2 separate regions of the Sus scrofa genome follow, and region 2 is linked to region 1. The links are chromatin contacts, called in public Hi-C maps. All regions are on one chromosome and are shown on one strand. The core of a region is the stretch at or near the end of the contact, and the rest is flanking DNA. Distances in the headings are between cores, read along the strand shown.

Region 1 (4,569 bases), core at 807-3,306:
TGGTTTAGAATCTATATTCAATTCTCCTTAAAGCCCTCATGTTTGTAAAGCCCTATATAGCATACAAAGCAATTTAGCTTACATTTTTTAAGACAACACCCTAAGAATTCCTTAGATGGGCATTTTAACCCCTATTTGACAGATGAGGTCACTAAAATTAAGAAAGGGTAACCTGTTTGTAGCAATAAAAGAAGGTATACAGATATTAAGAGTTGAAACTAGAACGTAAACTACCAATTTCTGTACCAAAACCCATTTCACATTATGCCACCTCTTCTTGGAGTATTCCAGATGTCTGACCAGTATCTATCATGGTAACAAAGATTATTCCACTCATCTTTTTCTCCCTGTGGAACACAGCTCTCTCCTCAAATAATATCAACTCAATTCGAAGTCAGTCCTTTCATCCATCCAGTCCTTTGATGGATGAAAATGTTAGAACTGGTCAACATTTTGAGCAACCATTCCTCTGGTACACCAAAAGTCACCATCCTGATGCAACACTAAAGTTTTGCCTTGGATTACTTATCCCACCCTAGACACAACAGCCAAACCATCCCCTCGCTCGGTGTCATGCCTAGGAGAAGCGGAAAAGCACACACATTATCAAATTAAAGCATGTGAGGTTTATGCTTTCTTTTCCCAATGCAGGAAAATCTTTCATTGAAAATAACACTAATTCCACAGAGTGTGCAATTAATCAACATAATCATGGGGATAACTTAGTTGTTTGGGGAGGTGTGTCAAATAACTCTTTAAGGCCACTAAAGTGCCACTTGAGCCACCGGAGTAATGATTTTCTGAATCAGCAATTTGTACAAGGGTTCCCTAGAGACCTGAAGGACTAAGCCTAACCCTGAAATCACTCAACTTACTTCTAATGAGTAACTTACTACCGGCTTTATGTGAATAAGGTCTTAACAGTTCTGCCTGCCTTGCTGTCTATTTTTATTGTGGTTTGTGTCTATGGTGGTTGGGTAGAACCAAGGCAATGAAGGACTGTGGGGAGCCTCTGAAGAAACAACATATGTACTTGAAATCTTATTTTTTTTTTTAATTTGAAGAAATGGAATACTTTTTCAAATAAAAATGAAAAATGGTCAATCTTGCATCCACACCAAAGGTATCAAACGCAAGTAGAAATTAAAGATTTTTGCTATAGTCTTAGGAGGAAAGGAAGACATAGGATGGGTGTACAGAAAAGCATACCCCCTAGCCCCTGCAATGCAATTCTATGGCTCAGAACCCCTGCTGATCATGAGAATCATTAGTAAAACTTTTCTGAAAATAGATACCTGGGTTTTGTACCTCGGGGTACTTACATTCAGTGGAATGGGGTTTGGAATCTCTATATTATATTTTTATTTTTGTTTGTTTTCCTTTTTTTCATTTATAATGATTTTTATTTTTTCCATTATAGCTGGTTTACAGTGTTCTGTCAATTTTCTACTGTATAGAAAGGTGACCCAGTTACACATACATGTATACATTCTTTTTTCTCACATTATCATGCTCCATCGTAAGTGACTAGGAATCTCTATTTTTTAAATAAAAGTCCACTGATTTGTCTACCAAGTCAGGGATAAGAACAATCGATTTATGTGGACTGATTTAGTCTTTCAGGTTACATCAGAGGAAATTCCAATACACTTGGTAACCTGGTAGATAACAACAACAAAAACAACAGCAAAAAAAATCCATGACTACTCAATCCAACCTATTTAGCTGGATTTTTCAAAAGCAAACATGTGTTGATCTCCAAGATCCTTTCAGACAGGTCCTTTCCATGGGTTAGAGAAGCCTTTTTCTGGAAGTGCACTAACTCTTTACATGTGTTCATCTCCACTCATGAAGACTGATGGTTTTAAAGAAATTCATCTCACATTACCAAGTAGAGGGCCCTAACAAACAACAGAATTCCAAGACATAAGTGTCCTGGATGTGAGAGGAAAACCCTCTTCTATCAGATCCACTGGTCCCCTCCTGCTTCCTTCCCCAAGACAGAGTCACCTTTAGACTCTAGGCTTAACTTCCAGCGAACCTGCCTTGGTTTGCTAACCTAAAAGGGCTCTTTCCCTGTCTATTCCCCATGCCCATGCTCTACTAAGGACATTAAACTCCATGTAAGCGGAAGAAGTCTGGTTCTTTGATTCCTCTGGAAGAGCTCTATGACATTCCCAGCCAGATGCAGCAGAGACAGTATCATAGGAGGAAGACTTGCTTGCTCAACTCTTTAGAATTTATCAGCAAATTTTAAGAAAATAAGCAGCTAAGTCTCACCACGCAAATCGCCTTTAGCAATAAATTATGTGCTGCCCATTAAACTGATGTTCTGAGCCTTACTAACATTAGTTGTAAAAAATAATAATGACCAAATTCCAGATTAGGTACAGCAGAACAGAACACAGAGGCAAAGGCTGAATATTACGTTTGTTACAAAGAGTCTATATGAGAAAATTACATATTTTAGAGCCATGACATTGAGGGGATGGCCTCAGTTTCCAAGCTGAGCTCACAACTAACAATTAGAATATAACCATTATCATCTCTTGAAGGAACCACAAGCACTGATATGATAATCAAGAATGCACAAAAATAAGGGAGGTGGGGGTTTCAAAAAAATTTTTAATGCAGCTTATACAAATGTACTATACTTACACATATACACAAATGTATATAAGTAACATTTTAAGCCACAGGCAGAAGATAATCTAAGTATATATACTGGATAGCCACTAGAATGCAGTTCATGATTATTGGACAATATTAAATAAATCAAAGTAAATAAAAATTCAGATGATTTATCCAAAACATCTGAAGGTAACTGCTATCAAAAAACTTAGATGACATTTCCCTGCTTCTCTAGCTCTAAGGTCTTTGATCATTTCATATATTGGGAGATTGGTTTGGGGTTTTGATGAAATGTGTTTACAACTTAGGGAAACATATATTATCATTTGTAATATATTCGATGACCATTTCTATAGTCTTAGATTATATAGGGTCTATATTACTAAACATACACTACTGAGAAGTTCGGGTGGAAGAGCCCATAATTCAAAATACAATTCAGGGCATTCAGAGAGCAGAGTAGGAGGACTGCTAACCATTGAACCTGCTCTTCAAGGAAGGTGATGGTTCACGGATAAAATTACACAAACCACTGAGTCCCACACTAGGATGTTTGAGAAAAACCTCCGGATTGCTGAATGTATGATCATGACTAAATCAAGAGAGGAAGGAGGGGGACACAGGAAGGAAGGGGAGAGGCAGAGGAAATGATGATGAGGGAGGAGGAAGAATGGAGGAAGGAGAGAGAAGGGGCGTAGTCACAACAGTGACCGCATCCTATCAAAAATATGCAAGAAAATAAAATACATCACGTGGAGCAGATGCTTACAGACAGCAATTTTCAGTCCTGAAGCTTGCAAAAATGATCCTCTGAAGAGTTGTGAAAGATGTCCAAACAACATGAGATAAGGAAATAGTTGTTGGGTGCCTATGTGTACCTACCATTGGCTAACTATACTTCAATAAGGGACATTACTCTTAGAAATTAGGAGTTTAGATGGGTGAATTGCTGGGGAGCAAACCCAATAATGTACACTGTAAGAGGAATCATGAGAATAATGAGAAGCACAGAGAACACCTAAAACAACTCCCGCATGGCAACAGGCGACCACAGGAAAGATGTACATTTGAGATTCTACACAAGATGCCATTATAACAGATTTAGTAGGAACTGGATAGCCACTAGAATGTAGTTCATGACTATTTGACAATGTTAAATAAATCAAAGTAAATAAAAGTTCAGATGATTTATCCAAAACATCTGAAGGTAACTGGTATTGAAAAACTTAGATGACATTTCCCTGCTTCTCTAGCTCTAAGGTCTTTGATCATTTCATACATCGGGAAGCTGATTTGGGTGTTTTGATGGAATCTGTTTACAACTTAGAGAAATTTGCAAAGATAAGAGAACTATAAGGATCACCACAGAGCACTCAGTGAACTGATTCAATCATTTCAGAGATATGTAGAACTCTCTTATACATAATTAATTTTTATAAAGAACTTGATGGAAACTTGTCAACAAAAATTGCTATGTTAAACACATATTCATTACACAGTGCCCTGGTCTTCAGTACTAAGACCCAAGGATACCCTCCATCTGAGCAATGGTGAGCAGGCAAGATGTTCCCTCTGTAACTGCCTTTCTATAATTTCATCCTACAACCTAGGAAGAAAGAGACCATCAATGATTTGCTTCTTTAACATCTGACACTCTAGAAACAACAACCTAAAGAAGCAAAATGAAACACAAAAGGTTCCCCTCCAACTCTGATTCTCAGGGAGGAGAGCTTAATCTGGTCTGCAAGGAACTCAAAAATCTTTATAAACCACTATGATGTAAATGCATGCTCATTTTCCTTCACAAAGAAAGTGAAAACAGTCAAGGCTATCAGGGAGCTCTCTTTGAGGCATGACCTACATATAAGGAGCCATGTTTCAAAATTTCAATGATGGATTCTTTTTTAAGGCCATTCCAACTTAGTCAAACAAGAATGT
Region 2 (4,411 bases), core at 1,798-4,297, 820 kb after region 1:
CCTCTTGGCCTTGTGAGGGCATAGAATCAGAGTGAGAAGTGAACCGAGCCCTTCATTTGGAGCTGAGGATCATGTACCTTGACCCTGAAAGGCATGATGGTCATACCTTGACCATCAAGGCATATCACCTTGATGGTCCTTCTCTGGCTGGGAGTAAGTTCAAGCTTCCGATGCTTATTCACCCTCTTTCCACTAAATCACACCCTCTTTCAAACCAGGTTTCTCAGCATCTTCTCATGCTGTTCTCTTCAATTTCACACGAGGGAGGGGCTGGCCGCACCCTATCTGAGTGCTGAAACCAGGAGCACTTCATACAAAAGCCTGTTAGATTGCCATGACACAAAACACAAAAACGGGGTAAGGGAAATAAGCCCTGAGCATGAGTAGCTATAAATAAAAGCCCCAAACTAGTGAAAGTTTCTAGATCTCTTTTTTATTTAAATGTTCCTCATTTATATGCAACCAATTCACAAAAGCCCACACACCAATCTGTAATGCACCTGGTATTGTGAGAAATTGCCAGTTTGGTGGTGTCGTGCTTTTTTCCCCCCACAATAGATGCTGTACAATGTCATGTCCTCAGGGTACATCCATCCCCTTTCCTCTTTCTTTAACGAATCCCCCAAAGAGATAGGTTTATAAAATACCTCCCCAAAAATGGGCTCTATTTATTCCCTCTCATTTTAGGAACACCCATCCAGGTGCATTTTGAGACAGCATGTATGCTTCATAGCTCTTTCAAATGTGACCTTGTACCCAACCTGCACCACACCACACCCTGGTGTAGTTGGCTAGGGCTGCTGTAACAAAGGACCACAGACCAGGTGGTTTAAACAACAGACATTATTGCCTCATGATTCTGGAGGCTTGAAGTCCAAGGGTAAGGTGTTGGCAGGGTTGATTTCTTCTATGGCTTCTCTCTTGGCATGTAGACAACCGTCTTCTTCCTGTGTCTTCACACATTGTCTTCCATCTCCGTGTAACTTTGTGTCCAAATTTCCCCTTCTTGTAAGAACATCAGTCATATTGGATTAGGACCCATTTGATCTCATTTTAACCTAATTACCTCTTCAAAGACCCAAATGTGGTCACATTCTGAAGTTTGGGACTTAAGAATTTTGGGAGTCACAATTCAGTTCATAACACTCTGTTTTTCCCCTGCCACCTCCAATTTTATGTCTTCTTACATGCAAAATACAATCGTTTCATCCCTACAGCCCCCAAATTCTTAACCCTTCCACTGTCAACTGTAAGAGGTTGCCTCAAACAGCTCAAGGTGCTGGCATTTGAAGAAGCAGAGAGGGATTAAAATAATGTCTCATTTTTACCAGAAACTTGAGTCTAGTCCTGGTTTCTAGCACCACAGAGAGAGGCTTTGACTGACTGGGCCACTTCCATGGGGAGAGTTGTGAAGTTCAGAACTTGGTTGGGAGAAAGAGACCTGTTTCTCCTGAGACCCCTGCACTAAACTTTCCGGGTGAATTGGGTAAGCATCTATGGCAAAGGAGAATGCATTTCCTATTGCCTCTTGCTCAAAAGGAGCTGATCTCCTCTGTTTTAGGAAAGGAATACAAGGAGCTGATTCAGCTTACACAGTGTAAAAATAGCTAGGTGGACAGCTTGAGTGAAACTTAGCAGTTCACCTGTTTTTCCTATTATCAACTGCATCAAGAAAGTGTATCAAAGATTGCAAAGTTAGAAGCCGTTGGAAAACCGAGGCTCTGTGGAAAAATGGCCTATCTTAAATTGAGAAGTGCTGGGGAGCTCGCTCGGATTGAAAACAGGCAGCTGCTTTGCATGCTTCCCCATGAACAGCTGCCAAGGGAACGGCAGTCAACAGGAAGCCTTGACAGTACTAGTACCACGTCGGGGAATGTACCTTGGAACATTTGCCATCAGTGGGATTCCAGCAGATCACATCTGCAGGGGAATGACTTGGGCTTCCCATCGTCATTTGCCAGCCTCCCGAAGTTCAGTTTTCCTTTCTGGCTAGCCCAAGAGGCATTTGCAGGTCAAGTTCATTTTCAATGGTGCAAGGCTGGGAACCTTTGCAGTAAAGAGCCGCATTTATTCATGTCCACCTACTTGGACGCCTACAATTTCTGATTCGTAACATTTTGAATGTGCTATTGGATCCTTTAGCCTGGCTCACCACCTGCAAATAGAACTTGCCAGAGGAGGTGAAGGGAGAAATGTAGATAGCCTTTGAAAGTTCTGTTGCTACCCCTGAAGGCCATTCTGGTACTTTAAGAAATCACAGTCTACACTCAATTCTACAAAAGCCTAAAAGGGTCAAGTTAGAGATTTGACAAGGGAGGGGGAAGTTGGGCTTTAGGGCTTACGAAATATATATGTGTGTGTGTGTGTATCAATATATAAAATATATTTTATATAAGCTATATAGAATATATATTTAAATATATATAAACTATGTAGAATATATATTAAAATATATATTTTATATAAACTATATAGAATATATACTTAAAGTTCCATGTATAAACTATTTTATAGTTTAAATATAAACTACATAATAAACTAAATATGTTATTAATAAACTATGTATATTAAGAATATACATTCTGTATGTAAACAAACATGCACCACACATACATACTCACTCATATTACATATACACACAATACATATACTCATTTTTTAAGAGAGAACAAGAGGCAGCTTGAGAATAGCAAACATGCCCCAGTTTGCCCATCCTTAAACAGTATTAGTTGAATCTATCATGTTGACAATAGCCCCCACTAAGGGCAGACCCAGCAAACAACAAGCGAGGCAGGGTTCCCTCCTGCTCCTCCCATATGCAAATTGTGGAATGCAAGGGGCCTATACCGGGTGTACCAGTGGACTAAAAATACCTGCCTGCTCCATCTCTGTGGGGCTCTGCTTCCCAGGCAACAGGGGCCCCAGAGGCCCAGGCCCTAGCCGGAGGAGGGGCAGGGGCCTCCGTCTGCACCAGAGCTAATTACCGGAGGACCTGGACAGGCAGCTGCTGGGCCCAACTCTGGGTTTGTGAGCGCTTTGCAAGGCAGTGGTTCTAACTTTAGATCTCCACTCCAAACTTTGATCTTCCAGCACTGCTTGGCTTTAGGCAAAACATAAACTTGAGAGCTGCAACATGTTTTTCAAATTTTATTCCCCTGGCAGTTCTAGAATAAGGACAGGAATTATTTTCAAATGAGAATCTTTGACTGCATAACACAGGCTTCCAAAATTAAGCAGAAACACATGGCGGGCTCTTATTATTAAATTTCCCTTGGAAAACAATGGTTTAAATTATGGGGGGTTGGGGGGGGACAGCAGTCTGATAAAACTTTGAAACGTGAAGCCTAAAGTTTAAAATTAAAAAAAAAAAAATAAAGCTCTAGTGGGTTTTTGTTTGTTTGTTTTTAGATCATTATGAAGTTGTTCTGGCCTGGCCATTATGATTCTGAATCTACCAATGAGTAAAAAATTGAATATTTTGGGTTTAAAATGTAAGTGACAGTTTTGAAAGCTGGAAATCAGGTGCTAAAGGGTTTCCTGGCGTTGAGGGAGAAATTTGGGCTGCCTGATTACAGCATCTCCCTGGAAAGCAAGCATTTAATAAGGAAGGTAGAATTTAACTGTATCCCTGTCTATACCTGATTCTGAGTGGTGTTTAGCAAGAAACAGAACCCTTCTGGCAAGTGGTGCTTGCCCTTGGCTAACGGTATTCAGATGGGCCACAAGGAGGGCCATTGGCAATTCCTATCATCAAAATTAATCAATGTGCCGCTTTCCTCTTCTCCCCACGCCATTCCCAGAAAGAGATTTGGGAAGAGGATGTTCTTCGAGGCTGTACTACCTTAGATCTCTCAGGCGCTATTTAATTCTCCCTTCCCTTCCAGGACTAAATCAATTGCTACCTCCTTGATGAAGCCTTTCTGATGACCTCATTTAGTTTCCCCACGCGCTCGTTAGCCCACATCCTGATCCTGTGTATCATTCATTTAGAACTTATGGTTTCCTGCTGATGTGGTTAGTGATCTCAAAGCTACCTTATAAGACCCACAGTGGTGAGACCCAGCTCTTTTCACCTTTTGCCTTCCCCATTGGGCCTAGCTCAGTGCCCCAGGCCCATGGCTGTGTTCCTGTGCTGGGGACAGCAGGGGACACTTGCAGTGCTCCGGTAAGGACAGGAACTTAATTTTTTAGCATCACCCCGAGAACGTCCTGGGCAACAAATGTGAAGGGAAAAAACCCAAACTCCCTCCACCCCCGTCCCAAAGCCACCCTCAAAAGAGAGCTCGGTGGCACCATCAGATGGAGGTTGGACAGCTGGCTGGACAGTTAATACCACTGTGACCACTAAGCTGGACAGAAAAATGGAAGGGGAGATGAGAGAGCAGTGATCCCTACTTTGATTCTGCAAATA

Evidence for each region. Hi-C and Micro-C count contacts between places; a contact is called where the count stands out from the background.
Region 2: a Hi-C map of retroperitoneal adipose tissue shows a contact between it and region 1, with 1.5 times the contacts expected there. The contact joins two enhancer-like sites. A contact is called at or near these places in 5 of 47 Hi-C or Micro-C datasets (fetal skeletal muscle, mesenteric adipose tissue, omental adipose tissue and 2 more) and 1 of 2 datasets of contacts at active chromatin or transcription factors (skeletal muscle).

Annotation. Positions count from the first base shown.
Region 1 is chr1:104,903,600-104,908,168 of Sscrofa11.1, forward strand. All of the region lies in intron 5 of TCF4 (transcription factor 4), which reads right to left. Among named protein-coding and RNA genes, the nearest start is that of TCF4, 170 kb to the right of the region's middle. Within about 2 kb of position 2,057, at least 3 of the 83 cell types and tissues checked have an H3K27ac peak or open chromatin away from gene starts, as enhancers often do. A contact at or near this core is called in retroperitoneal adipose tissue, where this site is marked.
Region 2 is chr1:105,720,339-105,724,749 of Sscrofa11.1, forward strand. No RefSeq gene overlaps it. Among named protein-coding and RNA genes, the nearest start is that of TXNL1, 290 kb to the right of the region's middle. Within about 2 kb of position 3,048, at least 18 of the 83 cell types and tissues checked have an H3K27ac peak or open chromatin away from gene starts, as enhancers often do. A contact at or near this core is called in retroperitoneal adipose tissue, where this site is marked.